2 separate regions of the Rattus norvegicus genome follow, and region 2 is linked to region 1. The links are chromatin contacts, called in public Hi-C maps. All regions are on one chromosome and are shown on one strand. The core of a region is the stretch at or near the end of the contact, and the rest is flanking DNA. Distances in the headings are between cores, read along the strand shown. Region 1 holds the start of Cspp1 (centrosome and spindle pole associated protein 1). Region 2 holds the start of Vcpip1 (valosin containing protein interacting protein 1).

Region 1 (7,490 bases), core at 3,534-6,033:
AGTGAACTAGGAATACTTCAACTAAATTTAATGACTGATTAAACTTCTGCTTCTCCAATTCAGTCAACCCCGATTAAATGCCTATGGGCTAGAGCGTGAGGTACAGCAAGGTTAAGACTCCCTAGGTAGAATAACACCAGAGTTTCATTTTTACCACACTGTTTTCCAGGATGGTAAAACTTAGCAAGTCTTCTTGAAGAACTTCATAAAAGCATCTCTGTAAAAACCATGCATAAATATGCAAGTCTGAGACTTTAGCATTGTATGGAAGAGGAAGGTCTGTAAACTGGTCAGCCAGCCTAGCCACAACAATGAGCCCCAGGTAGTACTTACCACCACTGCTACAAATGGTTCCTGAAACTGCTGGTTAAGCATCTGTGTACTAACATCAATTCCGGAGAGCCAGCAGCCATAACCAGGGTGGCTGTGATACCAACCAATTGCATTCTCAAGGCGGCCAACCTAACACGTCAGAGAAAAAGCTTGCTTGAGGTATGGTTTAGTCTCAGAGATGCTGCCATTTACAAGTTTCACATAGCACTGTGGTTCAATGACAGCGTGCAACATATGCTGCTTTGACGTTAAGGAACTTCTGACCAGACAATACATTCACGTAGTGTAAAACTATCAACGTGCAAGAACAAGGGCATCTAGTTTCTTCTCTATCTTTCCCCTCATCATGAGTTTCTCAGCTCAGAAACTCTGTAGACCAACACACATATCTGCACATAGCTACATACCACATACTTTTTTTTTTTTATTGAAGAAACAATTCTAGAGCTTGTCCACCTAAGTAAAGAGATACTTTTTTTTTTTTTTAAAGCCCACATAGTTCATTATAGTCCATTAATAGATATACCCTACTCAGGAATAGTTTATTCCTAAATTTGTTGTTCTTGGTTTTTTTGAGGGGCACAGGAGATATTGAACTCAGGGCTTATGAATGCCGAGCATGAACTCTACCACCAACTTACATCTCCAGCCTACATTTATTTTAAAAGATTTATTTTTCAATGTATATAAGTATAGTGTCATTGTCCTCAGACACACAAGAAGTGGGCATCAGATCCTATTACAGATGGCTGTGAGCCACCATGTGGTTGCTGGGAATTGAACTCAGGATCTCTGGAAGAGCAGTCAGTGCTCATAACCATTCAACCATCTTCCCAGCCCCATTTTTTTTTTTTTAATTTTAAACACAATTGACAGTGAAAATGAAAATGTATCTTGGAAAGACCCACCTCTCCCAATCTAATACTATAAATCTCACAAGAACTTTAAAATTTCACATAAAAACCAGTTCAATTTAAAATGTAGAATTTATTGTGAAAAGAACAGTTTTAAGTTCAGAAACTCAGAAGTTGAGACTCAGGATTTTTTAAATTTAAGAAACACTATTTTTACCTGTTTGGCATTTTCTATGTATGCAGCCATGTACTCGTATGCAGCAGCCTGGGCATTTACTCGGGTTTCAGTGCCCTCTACAGGCAAAGCAAAGCTGTCCATGATGATCATGGTCTCTCCATCCACTTTCCCGAGCATCAAACCCATCACCTCCAGGTTGCCTCCTGACCTGGCATGCATCACCATTTTCAGCAGTGCCAACGCAGAGATTTTGCAGTATTTAAAGTAGTGGTGACTACAAAACAAAAATCACACTGTGACCGAGAGCCTTACTTAACGTGCAATTTCAGAACAGTTTCTGTGAGAATAAATACATTCTGAAGGGATTTATAGGGATTGAAAGGGAGTGTGGAACGTGGAGGAAAAAGAAAGCAGTAAGTACAAGGTGCCTGGAAATACCATGTCATGTGTCTTTGGCTCAGACATAAAGAGTCTGAAATAAATTTTAAATATACTATTGAAATGAGGGAATAATGATCAACTCCACAGGTCTTTTTCCTCAATCAACATGGAATTATTATACCTGGTTACCTTCTTAGGCCTAACTTTCTGACCTTAATTTACTGAGTTATTAATTAAATAATTTATTTATTTATTATCTGTGGTACATGTTTATTAGTGTGCCACCTGTGGAGATGACAGAGGCTGTCAGGGGTCTTTCACTACCTTTTTTTTTTGGTTTCGTTGAGACCAGGTTTTTGGTATAACCCTGGCTGTTCAGTAGACCAGGCTGTCCTTGGAACTTGATCACCCACCTCTGCTGTGATTAAATTCAGGTGTCAACATGCCCAGCTCATTTTCGTCTGTTATTACTTCATTCCCTCGAGACAGAGTCTCTTACTGAAAGCTTACTGTTGTGGCTAGGCTGGCTGACTAGCTCACAGACCGTCCTCTCTGCTTTCTTTCCATATAATGCTAAAAGGTAGCATATTCACACATGGATTTTTACATAGATGCTGGATTTAAACCTTAGGTCTGCATGCAAAACTAAGTACTCTTACCCACTGAGCCAGAGGACTTAGTTTCTACAAATGTGGCTTCTGAAACTGACTTGCTTAGGTCTCTAAATTACACTGACACCCCCTAACTGAGAGAGTAGGGCCACTTAATGTCTATGCCAGATCACATATCTATAAATAGATATTTCATCTATTAGTATGAAAAGTACACCGTAAATGCTTAGCTTAGTCCCAGAAACACTAAAATCTAAGGTACTGCTACCAGTCTTATTAACCCGCTTTTTTTTTTTTTTTTGGTTCTTTTTTTCGGAGCTGGGGATCGAACTATTAACCCGCTTTTTAAGATATTCTCAAAGAAACAGCTTGTTAGCTTATGGCTTCCTTCTGATAGCATCTTGGGAATTAGAGTAGAGCTAGTATCCTTACTTCTGTGACTAACTATTGTACATGATTAAACTCTTGAACATTTTAAAATCACGGCTGTATCCTGCATGTTAGAATAAACTTAAGTATAGCCACAGATGGTGAGGAAGTCAAGAGTTTACATCCATCTAAAACGTGCAGCTTGCTTAAGGGACAGCCAAGAAATCTGCACAGGTCACTCAGTGTCACCACGGCTTGTTGGATGCAAGCAACCAAGTACAGATCCCAGCTTTTGCTAGATTTCAACCACAAGCTGAAAGTGGCTGAGATCATCTTGGAAATCAAGACATAAATTTAAAAATTGGCTCCTCCACCTACTTGGGAAAAAGAGAAAAACAAACCACTACTATGCTCTTATTATATATGGTTCTTCCAGAACTTTTTAATAAATTATCTTTTTAATAAATTCATGATATTCGTAATAGCTATGTTTAACCATTATCTTATAGATAAGTTTAGATACTTTACTTTTCTAATGCCAGTCAACCGTTTAAGTGACAGTTATGAGACTTGATTCTCAGTCTACTGCACCTAAGTTCACTGCTATAGTATAATCATGAATGTATTTGCTTATTTTCCTATTTACAGAAAGGGAAAGAAAGTACAGTACTGGATTGCCCTGATTATTAAATGACATAAAAATCATCAGACCAGTGCCAGGCCCACAGTAGTAACTCAAAAAACCCTGAAAATAGAATCCTGACAGCTAAAACCAGCTTTGCCAACAAAACAAAACACCTGGAAACAGCAAGGCAGTTTACATAGCAACCTTTTGCAATGTTTTTCTTCACTCTCCTTAACATGATTTGCTCTAAAGAATCTTTTGACTTGTCGTGGGCCCCAAAGATACATGGATTTGGCTGGGGGGCAAATAGCCTCTAAGCTCTATTTTATAAATCCTGAATTGTTGCAGTAGTATTTTAGAGAACTGGTAAGAGGATTTGGTATGTCTTTAAAAAAGTTACAGAGGAAAAGAGTGATAAAAAAGAAATCACCCCAAGGGCTCATTTTTGTTTTTTAGATCAATGCCCTGCTCATTCGATTTCTGAAAACAGTCACGCTCTTCAGTTTGAGATCCACTGAAGGCTGCAACCAACTGCATGTAGCCAGCCACCAGGTTCAGGGGAGAATGTGTGAAATTTACGAAAATAATCATTTTGAGAAAGTAGCACCCTAAGTCATCCCTTTACACCCCCTGGAGGTAAGAAACTTTCTAAAAGGGGTATCGAAGCAGGCCCTAGAAATAAGGGGAATCGAAGTCTCTACTGATAAGGTAGAATAAAACCACGGCGGCCAGTATTCTGTCGACGCCCCTCAGAAAGCCAAATTCTCCACCCACTTCATTTTCCACCCCTCGAGGGTCTCTCTCACAGTCCCTCCATCCCTTCCCTCCCCTGCGTCTCGCCAGGGACCTCCTCACTCCTTAGTCCAGGGTTTCGCCGCCAGGATTTCTTGTTGTTGTTTTTTGTCATATTTGTAGATTTCATCGATACTCTGCGCTTCCTGCATGTTGTTGGCCAATTCCCAGGTCTTCTGGGCCATACCACTCCCGGAAGCTGTCATGGCCGAGGGACCGGAGAAGCTGTAGTCTCCACAACCAAGATGCAACTTTATTCTACTGGGCCTCAGCGTGCGGGCTTTGCACCTTCCCCACCACGGGTGCACACTCACTAGACTCTCAAGGCAGCCATGACACTTGAGACCGGAGGTGACGTTGGTCCAGACCATTCGCGCGTCGGGGCGCGGCGGCGGCGTAGCGACATAGAAAACACTTCCTAGGGGTCCGCTCGGCTCGGCTAATAATAGTTTTGCGAACGAAACGAGGACATGCTGGCTCTGAAATCCGTACGTGTGAACTGGGAGGGACGCAAAGTCTCTGTGTGGGAATGGTACGGCCTTTCGCGCCGGAAGGCGGGCCTGTTGACCTGCCAGGAAGGAGTCGGCCGTCTCGCCTCGCACTGCGCAGACTCAGATTCCGCCATATTGCGTGTGGGAGGGAACTTCGGTTTGGGGAACTATGTTTATGTGAGTGTAGGTGCTTCAAACGAAATAAATTGTTTGGAATACTAAATGTCTCTAGAGAAACAGAGGTGTAAGTATCTCCGGATTATTGGTTTTGGAGGGGGAAGATTATGTGACATTGTCTTTTAAGATAATTCGCGGAGTATAAACCCCTCCGGGGTTTGTGGGTGGCGTTTCGCTTTTGTGTTTTCGCTACTGTTGCGAGGTGGCAAGCAAAACTCACCGGTTGCTAAGATTAACTTTTGACGCGTTTATAGGGTAACATTTATACAAGTGTTAGGAGATGTGAATGCCTTACCCGCTACTTGTTAAAAAAGGTTTGTCTCAGTGCAGAATTAATCTCCGCAATCCGTTCTTTCCGGTAGTTAATATGAAATTTGTTTCAGTCGTGTTTTTAGGTTTTCTTCCCTCTCATTCTCATCCCCAAATGCCCACTAGAGTGTAAGTTGAAGGCGTGCATAAAATCTGTTTGTTTTATTTAATTCTAATATATTTAATTATTTTCGTAACACGGTTCTTACAGACTTCTCCAGCTTCATCATCTTTTAGCCACCCTGACCCAGCTTTTTAATTAGAACTTTTTCCTTGATTTAGTAATGCAGTAGTTGTTAAGCATTGCTTTAAATGCACTTCTTGACATTTCTGCTTTAGAGCACACAGTATTTAAAAAGCACAGTCGAGATGCCTTCCATTAACTCTTTGACAATAACTGCTCCTTCCACAGGATCTCGAAGGCTCTATAGTTGCTTCACACGGACGTTTTGCTTTTTCCCAGTAAGCTTTGTGTTGTATCCTTTTTTTTTTTTTTTTTCTCACCCCCTCTCCCCCGGCCATGGAAGGTCTTTTGCTGTTCAGGAACTCGATATGTAGACCAGGCTGGCCTCGAGAGATCTGCCTGCTTCTGCCTCTTGAGTGCTGGGATTAAAGGCATGTACCACCCTTGCCGGGCTGTATCCTCTTCTAATGCAGGTTTTTAGCAGACAAATTAGCTAAAAAAGAATTGCTAACTATTCACCACTACTGTTGGTTTTGATTTTGGATTCAGAAGTTGAAGAAAATTGGAGCGTGGTGACACCTGCCTCTAACCCAGCAGTTGGGAAGTGGGAGCAGGAGGATGAGTTAAAGGAGAGCCTTTCCACAAACAGCGATTTGAGGTTAGCCTGGGCTACAGGAGACCTTGTCTCAAAAAGTCAAGGAGCTGGGGCAAACAAAACAGCAAGAATCAAACAAACAAGGGCGTTGCTAATTCAAGGACTTGGGAGGTGGAGAATGGAGAATCAAGAGCTTGAACCCCACTTTCTCCCTGGACTATTTGAGACCCCGTGTCAACGCGACCAAAAATAAAATAGAATCTTCTTACAGTATAACTTCGGGCACACCAGGGACATTTGAGTACAGTGGTACTATTTCTTTCTGGGAACTTTAGGTCTTTCTGAGAAGCTTTTCCAGTGGTAACAATACACAGCCACTCGGAACTTACAGAGAATAACATGTAATGAAATGTAATGAAAGCTCAGGACAGAGAGTTGACCAGACTGCTGGGCTGGGAGTAATGCCTGTGAGAGCAGTGCGGATATTCCTCCTCACACAGGCACACTACGTGACTGGAGACCGGACCGCTGGGATAGATTTAGCTCCGCACTAGACGCATTATAGGACTCTTGGGGCACAGTCGCGAGTGCACCGTGTGGCCTCCGGGACTACAGGGGGCGACCTCGGCCGCGCGGCCTTCCCCCCTCCCCGTCAGTCTTCGGGGGCGGGGCCGCGCCTGGCCGTTGGTGGAGGGCGAGTGGGGCGGGGGCTCAGTCCGGGAGGCGGAGCCCTGAGCGGGCGACCCGGTCTTTTGGTCCGCGCCGGGGTCGCCTGAGCCCCGAACTGTGGTTCCTCGCTGGGAGTAAGTCCGTGGGTGGCGGGTGTCGAAGGCTACACGAAGAGTCCGGGGCGCTGGGGGGGCCGGGCCGAGTCGCTGTGGCCGGATGGGGGTTCGAGCCTGCTGGGGTGGGGGGAGCCAGGAAGCTCCGGGGTGTCGTGGGGGCAGGGTGGGAGGTGCAGGGGGCGGGTTGTGAGATGCGGGTCGCGAGGCGGTGGCCGGGTTTAGTCCCAAGTGCAGGTCTCGCGGCTCCGGGGCGGGGGGCGGTGCCCTGGGCCCGCTGGTTGCCTGACAACGCGTTGATGCTTTCAGAGGCGTCTGTGGCCTGCCCGGTCTCTGGAGGCTTCAGTGGCTCTTCGCAGGCACACCGCGGCTGCTAAGCCTCACAGAGTGCTTGCACCTCAGGGGTTGGTTAATGTTTTACACTTTACAAGTTAAACTTAATCTTCTCCATATCCCTATGAAATCTGCTGTTTTATTCTCACTGTGGTTGCTTGATGAGATTGAACTTTATCTTTCTGCCTTGATTTTAGTCTTTGTGTGGAATTTGAATCTGGTTTGAAAGAAATACGTACTATGTGTGTATGTATGTATGATGTATGTCTATGTGTGTATGTTACTTCTCTCTCTCCCTATAGAATCTTAGCTGTCAAACTCGGTCATCAGGCATGGCTGCAAGTGCCCTTATGTTTTGAGCCAGTTTTATCCAGGCCCCAATCATGTTTTCATTAGATGTTAGCAGTGGGATTCATCTTCTGAGATACAGCTGGCTCTGAAGATAATAGAATTAAGAAGCTAAAGTAGAAATCTTG
Region 2 (7,035 bases), core at 3,488-5,987, 340 kb before region 1:
AGAGGCCAAAACCAGGACTCACAAAAATATTCCTATTCTTCAGCAAAGATTACCTTTCTAGTTACCAGAATTATCATGAACCCCAGGTGATATATTTCTCCTTTGTACGACAGTGCATAAGCATTGCCAAATTCTGCTTTTCCGACTCTTTTTCAATGTTGAGTGCTGACCATCCATTCCATTTCTGCAGATACAGTCTTTCTTTTAGACATGTTAAATTCAGTTAAAAACAAAACAAATCCCTTCAAACTGCTTACTACTCGTTAGGCACTAGCTACTGGATATAGAGTCAATAGGAGATATTCGCCACAAAAATGTTCATTTATCCTCTTTTAAGACAGACATTATCATCCTGTTTTAACCTGAGAAACCGCCAGTCTTAAAATGTCTTCTGTATGTACCTAATTTTGCCCATTTTGTGAGGATGTTATTTTCAGAATCCTGGAAACACTTTATCTATGCTCAAATCAACTACAAGTGATCTTTGGTACAGAAGCAATTGAAGTATTGAGGAGTTAATAGTTTCCCTGAAATCACTAATAAGTATTAGACCATATTAAAGTCAGATTGTGCCTTCTGATTTCCAAAATCATACAGCCATTCCTCTATTCCATGAAGTCTCTAAGAAACCACAATGTCTCAGAAATACGGAAAATACCTACGTTGGTTTCTCTAATTCAGTTCTTATGCATAGCAAACTAAAATCAACAATATCAAGCTGAAAGTTTGTACCATTTTTATATTTCCCATAAACTAGTAGGCTTCCAACTTAATAAGCCAGTAATAAATCATTATCGTAGGCCAAGGCCAATTCACTATTTAGTAGTCTGAGAAAACAGAATCAAAAGCCAGCATTTTTCTAGCTAAAAATTCTAATCTCAACAAAATTAAGTCTCTTCTAACAACTATCCTTTAAATTTTACTTCATACTTGAAAACTTGTATAAGGCTTATGTTAACACCAACTTAAAGACAAAGGTTAAGCAAATAATGTAAAAAGCATACCACTAGGCAGGATCCCAAATCATCTAAAGACTGAAGCAGGATCCCAAATCATCTAAAGACTAAAGTTACCGTATTTAGCTGATAATATATTTTCCTTCAATTTGTACTAAATTATCAAAAAAATTTCTAACCGCATTGTCATCTTTCTTGTTTCTTACCGAGATATGCACTGTAATTATGGCAGTCCCTGAACCATAAAACTAAACACAAAACCTATCGTACACGTAAGAAAAACATGATGAAGGAAGAACAGGAAATGGAGGAGATAGGCTAGTAGGTGGGAGTGCAGTCACACTATAAACACCAGAAACTGCAATTCATCAAACAGGAAGTCCTGAAATCACATGACAGACAGGAAAATGAAATTAAAAATAAATGAAAAAGGATCAAGATAGAAAGACCTAAGAGCTCAGACAGGGTGAAAAAGGGCTTTAACTATAAATACATTTTTTAAAAGCAAGTTTAATATATATGTAATTAGTCTGATAACAGTTGAGTAACTACTTTCACTCTGTAGTTTCATGCTGTTCTAATATTCACTCAATAATCATATTATTATCTACTACCAAACACTAAGGAAAATAACTTTCTCCTTTCTATAGAATCAAGTATTTATGATAACAAGGTTTTTTTCCTCTTCACAACAAAACAACTCAGTATTTTATACTCACAATTAAAATATACCATCAGGGGCTGGAGAGATGGCTCAGCGGTTAAGAGCACCCGACTGCTCTTCCAGAGGTCATGAGTTCAATTCCCAGCAACCACATGGTGGCTCACAACCATCTGTAAAGAGATCCGATGCCCTCTTCTGGTGTGTCTGAAGACAGCTACAGTGTACTTATATATAATAAATAAATAAATCTTTAAAAAAATATATATATACCATCAGAGTTCAATTGCTCTTACCCATTAATGTTGCTAAAAGACACAAGGAATACATTTCTTTGTCAGCTTGCTCCTGAAGTTCCTTGGAGGACAGCTTGCCAGTAACAGCAATCTCTTCTTGTCTCACAGTGTGGGCTGAGTGTGCAGCAGTGGATGGACCACCTTCTGCTTTGCCTTTTAAGATCTCTATGGTAATTCTGTCACCATGCTGCAAAGGAACTGGCTCCTTTTCCATTCCTGCTTGGGGTGGCATTAACTCTTTAGGAGGAAAACCATATCGAATACACTGTAAATATGGAGGAATGTTGAACTCTCTGGCTATACTTTCCTGAAGTTCAAAAAAGGTTGTTGAAGACTTAAGGGTAACCATGGACTGCCGTCCATCATTAGTTGTTATGCGAATCTTCTTCTCCTTAGAAGTGGTAGGTGAGTAGGGAGCCTTCGTGGGGGTGGCAGGTGCAGATGAAGGCCCATCACGAATAGTACTTGGAGAAACAGTTCTGGGTTGCCCCTTTTGCTCTTGTTTTAATTTCTCTGTTTTCCGTTTCTGCATCACAGAAGCTTGTTCTGTGATGTTCTGTTGAATAGTTCTTTCAGTTTTACTCATGTTTAATTCTTCCTTGTGCAAAGTTTTTGTTTTCTGTCCAGTAAGAATAATTTTAGTTGGTAGCTGAGACTCCAATTCTTGTCCTTGCACATCTCCAATTCTCTGAGCATGAGCACCATCTATATTTACAGGAGTGTAATCGTCAGGATTTTTTTTTGCAGTCTGATGCAATATAGTGTGGACAACTTTCTGAACTAGGATCTCACTCCCAAATTCACCTGGAAAGTGCTTGGTAACAAGTTTCATTGCAACATCATAAACATTACTATTCAAAGATGGATCACTTTCATACTGGAACCAATATACTGTTTCTCTGACTACTCTTCCTCCCCACTCCAAAGTGATAGGAAAAGCTTCTGGAAGGTTGTCATATTCTTTACCTTCCCAAAAGTGTTTGAATCCACAACCACATTTGCCACCAGTAGACCTAGAATTAGTTCTGTCTCCATCCAAATATACAATAGAGCCATCGCCTCTGACTCTTCGCACAGATGTGCCATGGCACCAATTACAAGCTGTTAGATTACTCAATCCATAGTCTGGTAACAGAACATCTTTCACTGGATCATATGAACAAACCAAATTGTTTAAAGGAAAGCTGTAATTTTTGTCAGGCCTCAGCTGTCCATGAGTACTTTTTGCCAGGTTATACAGTTTTCCTCCTGGAGCCAACCACTCAGGAGGGACATGAAGTTCAGAAAGGGCACCACAAAGCAAACACTTGTGAAGGCGATTATCCATTACTGCTTTTTTAGCAGCTGCTGTAACTTCCTCAGGCTGAACTCCTATCACCCCAGTCCTTCTGTAGAAATACTGATGTACATCAGCAACCAAACTAGGATGGATACCATGTTTGTCCATAAAGACTTCCTCCATAGCAGCAACCAACCTAAGTAAGTACTTATCCTGCAAACTTCTGTCTCCTCCAATAACACAACCACCATCCTCCTCAAGCTTGATGTACTTTTTAATAAGGTCCTGAGGCACACCCCATGCTTTAGGTAGCAAATTCATGGGTAGTTTGGGCAAGGCAGCCCCCTTTATGCCTACCAAGGGAATATAATGGTTTCTACCAGAGCTACTCCACGCAATACAGATTGGCTTGTTCAAATGACCATCTCTCCCAGTGCACTTCTCTGCAGGTATGAGCCCAGGTAGAAAGGTGGCTGAATAATCACCAGAGCTTCTCATGCCACTGAGGGAATCTAAGAGAATTATGGGACGATGTAACACATTGGCAAGGCCAAATATGTGGATATTCCTCAGGCCTAAGGGGACACCTTCAGGTGGCACAAACAGAGGGTCACATTCATTGATAATGTCCTCCCACTCTGCAGCATCAATAAAGTCATGAAACAGGGCTTGATATCGGGCTAGGTGCTGCTGAAAGTGCTGCTTCAGATTCTCCCTCAGGGCATGCCAGAAGAGCTCTCGGCCTACTAGAGCCCTAGACACAGCATGCACTAGGCAGTGTCCATCCCCATCCACATGCACTGGAATAAGGCATTCTTGACTTTTATTGGCCCGTTTGATATCCTCGAGAGTGTCATGCAAATATAGGAGGCTTCCAGATCGGTCCTTGCCATAGCCCACTGTGTTGACGTGCTCTGGTTCGATGAGGAAGGCCCGGTCACCGAGTAACGCGCAATCGAACAGTTCGCCTTGGTTCATGTCCCGGAGAAGCTTGGCGCGGCCCGTTTGTTTGTCCATTCCATAGCGTGCCAATATGGGCGACAATAATTTGCAGTGGTAGTTGGAGAGGCCCATCACCTTTACCAGTTCCGTGTTCTTCTTGGGAGCCCCCGTCACCCCGAGTAGCGCGTTCCGCAGCAGATTGTGCAGCACTACGTCCGGGTCGGTCACCTCCTCCACTCCCAGCAGCTGTTGCTGCTCGTGCCGCTGTCCGCACTCGGTACACTCGATGCTGACAGAACCTGAGGCCGGGAAGAAGAGCCGCGCCTGGCACTTGGGATCCGGGCAGCTCCCGGAAAGGATTCTCCGGTCCCTTCGTTTCGAAAGGCCCCCCGGAGTAGCCGCCGCCGCCAGGGACGACGAAGTCTGCGGAGCCTCGGGGGGAGGCGGCGGCGGCGGCAGCGGAGGAGGCGGCGGCGGCTGAGACATCGCTCTCGGCTCTCGCTCTGCGTCCCAAGCGACCCTCAAAGGCACATAGCCAGACCTCCGCCGGCCCGACGAGGTCTAGTCCAGGCCCAGAGCGAATGGCTTTCCTTTCCCTACCAGTTCCTCCTCCTCCTAGGCGAAGGCGGAAGCGCCGGACGTTGTTTCTCTTCTCACTTCTCCACAGCCTTAGCCGTTGCCCCGAACGTAACGGCCACCACCCCACCCCGCACTCACACTCACTCACTCTCGCTCTCTCCCTCAGATACAGACATACACGCCCTCACTGAGACTGCGCAGGCGTGGCTTCCGCACTGCCCTCTGGGAACGAGAGTCTTCCGGCTCCCCTCTCGCGAAGGAGTGTTAGGCGCTTCTGTCCACAAAGAACTTCAAATACCGTGATGCAAAGCAACTCGACGCACGCGGGAAGGAGGAAGAGGAAGGCACTCGGAAGGTGGGGGCAGAAAGGAAGTCGATGACTCGCGGGGATTGTCGGTAGTTGTATTTTTAACTGGATCCCTTTTGTAGTTTGCTCCCCCCTCCCCGGTCCCCCATTCTATGGCCCAGGAGAAAGAGTCAGAGAAACCGCATTTCCTAGGATGCTATGGGTAGTGTCCCGCCGTACTTTCCCCTTGCGCCGAAAGGAGTGTGCTTGGAGGAAAGAAAAGTGAAAAGGAATGGCGTGGAAGAGGGTCTAAAGTCCACCACCGCTGCTTGTCCGGGTTAAAGGTCCTAAGAAAGTGGGAGAGGGAGTTTTCTATGAGGCTTTTTTTTTTTTTTTAGTATATTTATTGTTCAAATACGGTATCATTTTTGTATTACCACTTAGCTAGCAAGTGCTATAACTGAGCTTCTACCTTATTCGTAATTTAATCCACATTTACATTCGTAAATGTACTCCACTGCTCTAATGTGAGAGAAAGTTAACAAGAAGTGAGCAACAACTGGTGGTCAGTGGCAAAATCTGGCTGTTTTGGTTGGATCACAAGAAATTTAAATTTATTATATTGTTGTTGTTGTCGTTAAACATGTGTTTGAACAGTGAACAACAGTTCCTAAGAAGTTAGATTTTTAAGGTTTTAACATCAAAACACCTTGAGACAAATTACCTTCTTGAGTCCAGAAAACATTTGTGTTTCTATATCATTCAGTAAATGGATCAGCAATTGAGCCCAGGCAGACCTCAAACTCCCTATAGTGGAGGATGACCTTCAATTTTCTGTCCTCTGCCTCCACCTCCCAAATGTCAAAGTCAGAGGTGCATACCACCACGCCTAGGAAATGCAGTGCTAAGGGCTGAACATGGGGCTTCGTGCATGATGGGCAAGCTAACTGAGATATAACCCCAGTTTGCATAATATGTAGGAGCTTTTCAATTTGTTTTTGTTTTTTTGTTTGGTTGTTTTTTTTCCTTTTCTTTTTTTCGGAGCTGGGCACCAAACCCAGGGCCTTGCCCTTGCTAGGCAAGCACTCTACCACTGAGCTAAAGTCCCAACCCCTTATTTTTTTAGACTGTAATAAAATTCCATTTTTCCTTCCCGTTCCTTCTTCCAAATCCTCACATATGCCCCTCCTTGCTCTCTTTCAAATTTGTGGTCTCAACTGATGCATTTTTCAAACTGTGTGTGTGTGTGTGTGTGTGTGTGTGTGTGTGTGTGTGTACATATGTAGATCTATAATTGTTCTTTGTGTTAAATAAACTATCTTTTCTCTGAAATTCAGGATAATTATTCTCTATGTTTATTTCTGTCCACTTGTTTTCTTGAAGTTATCTGATTATTAATAATAGCTTTTTTCATTACTTTTCATGGTTACATATTTCTAAATACATAGATACAACCTGTTCGGTCTGTGTAATGTTGTATGAATGTTTTCAAGGTTGACTATTTGGTATGGGATAAGACTAGAAGACTGTTTCATCTCCTCTCAGCATTCCTTAACTGCCTGGAGTTCTTTGTGTAGGGCTGAGGCCATATGAGCTTTCCTTACTGTTGTTTTTTTTTTTTTTTTTTTTTTTTTTTTTTTGGTTCTTTTTTTCGGAGCTGGGGACCGAACCCAGGGCCTTGTGCTTCCTAGGTAAGCGCTCTACCACTGAGCTAAATCCCCAGCCCCCTTACTATTGTTTTTAAAGGAATCAAAATTGTTTAATAATAATAGTAACAACAATAATAGCTATTAATGCCTACCTCCCATCAACTGTACATTAGCGTCTTTCTAGAGTTAATGTTAAAATATCATTGAAACAGGTGCCATCATAATCATTTCTATTTTGGAGATGGAGAAACTGAGCAACAGGAAGTTAACAGACTCAGTGCCTGACTCCTCATTGGTCACATGATTAGGGTTAAAAGCAAATCCATGTGTAAAAGATTCTGGGTATACAATCACACACCTTTAAGATACAAATGGATCTGGGCTGGA

The links. A called contact is a pair of places that touch in the nucleus more often than the background predicts.
Region 2: a contact with region 1 is called in a Hi-C map of liver, with 3 times the contacts expected there. The contact joins the promoter of Vcpip1 here to the promoter of Cspp1 in region 1. A contact is called at or near these places in 3 of 12 Hi-C or Micro-C datasets (liver, mammary epithelial cells and prefrontal cortex) and 1 of 1 datasets of contacts at active chromatin or transcription factors (oligodendrocytes).

What each region holds. Positions count from the first base shown.
Region 1 is chr5:13,972,305-13,979,794 of GRCr8, reverse strand. It overlaps Cspp1 (centrosome and spindle pole associated protein 1), which reads left to right and starts at 4,783. Exons shown (of 30, transcript NM_001191864.2): 1 at 4,783-4,878. Cops5 (COP9 signalosome subunit 5) reads right to left here and starts at 4,467. Exons shown (of 8, transcript NM_001025695.1): 1 at 4,207-4,467; 2 at 1,405-1,639; 3 at 334-462. The coding sequence starts at 4,349.
Region 2 is chr5:14,314,785-14,321,819 of GRCr8, reverse strand. It overlaps Vcpip1 (valosin containing protein interacting protein 1), which reads right to left and starts at 4,737. Exons shown (of 3, transcript NM_176857.3): 1 at 1,914-4,737. The coding sequence starts at 4,620.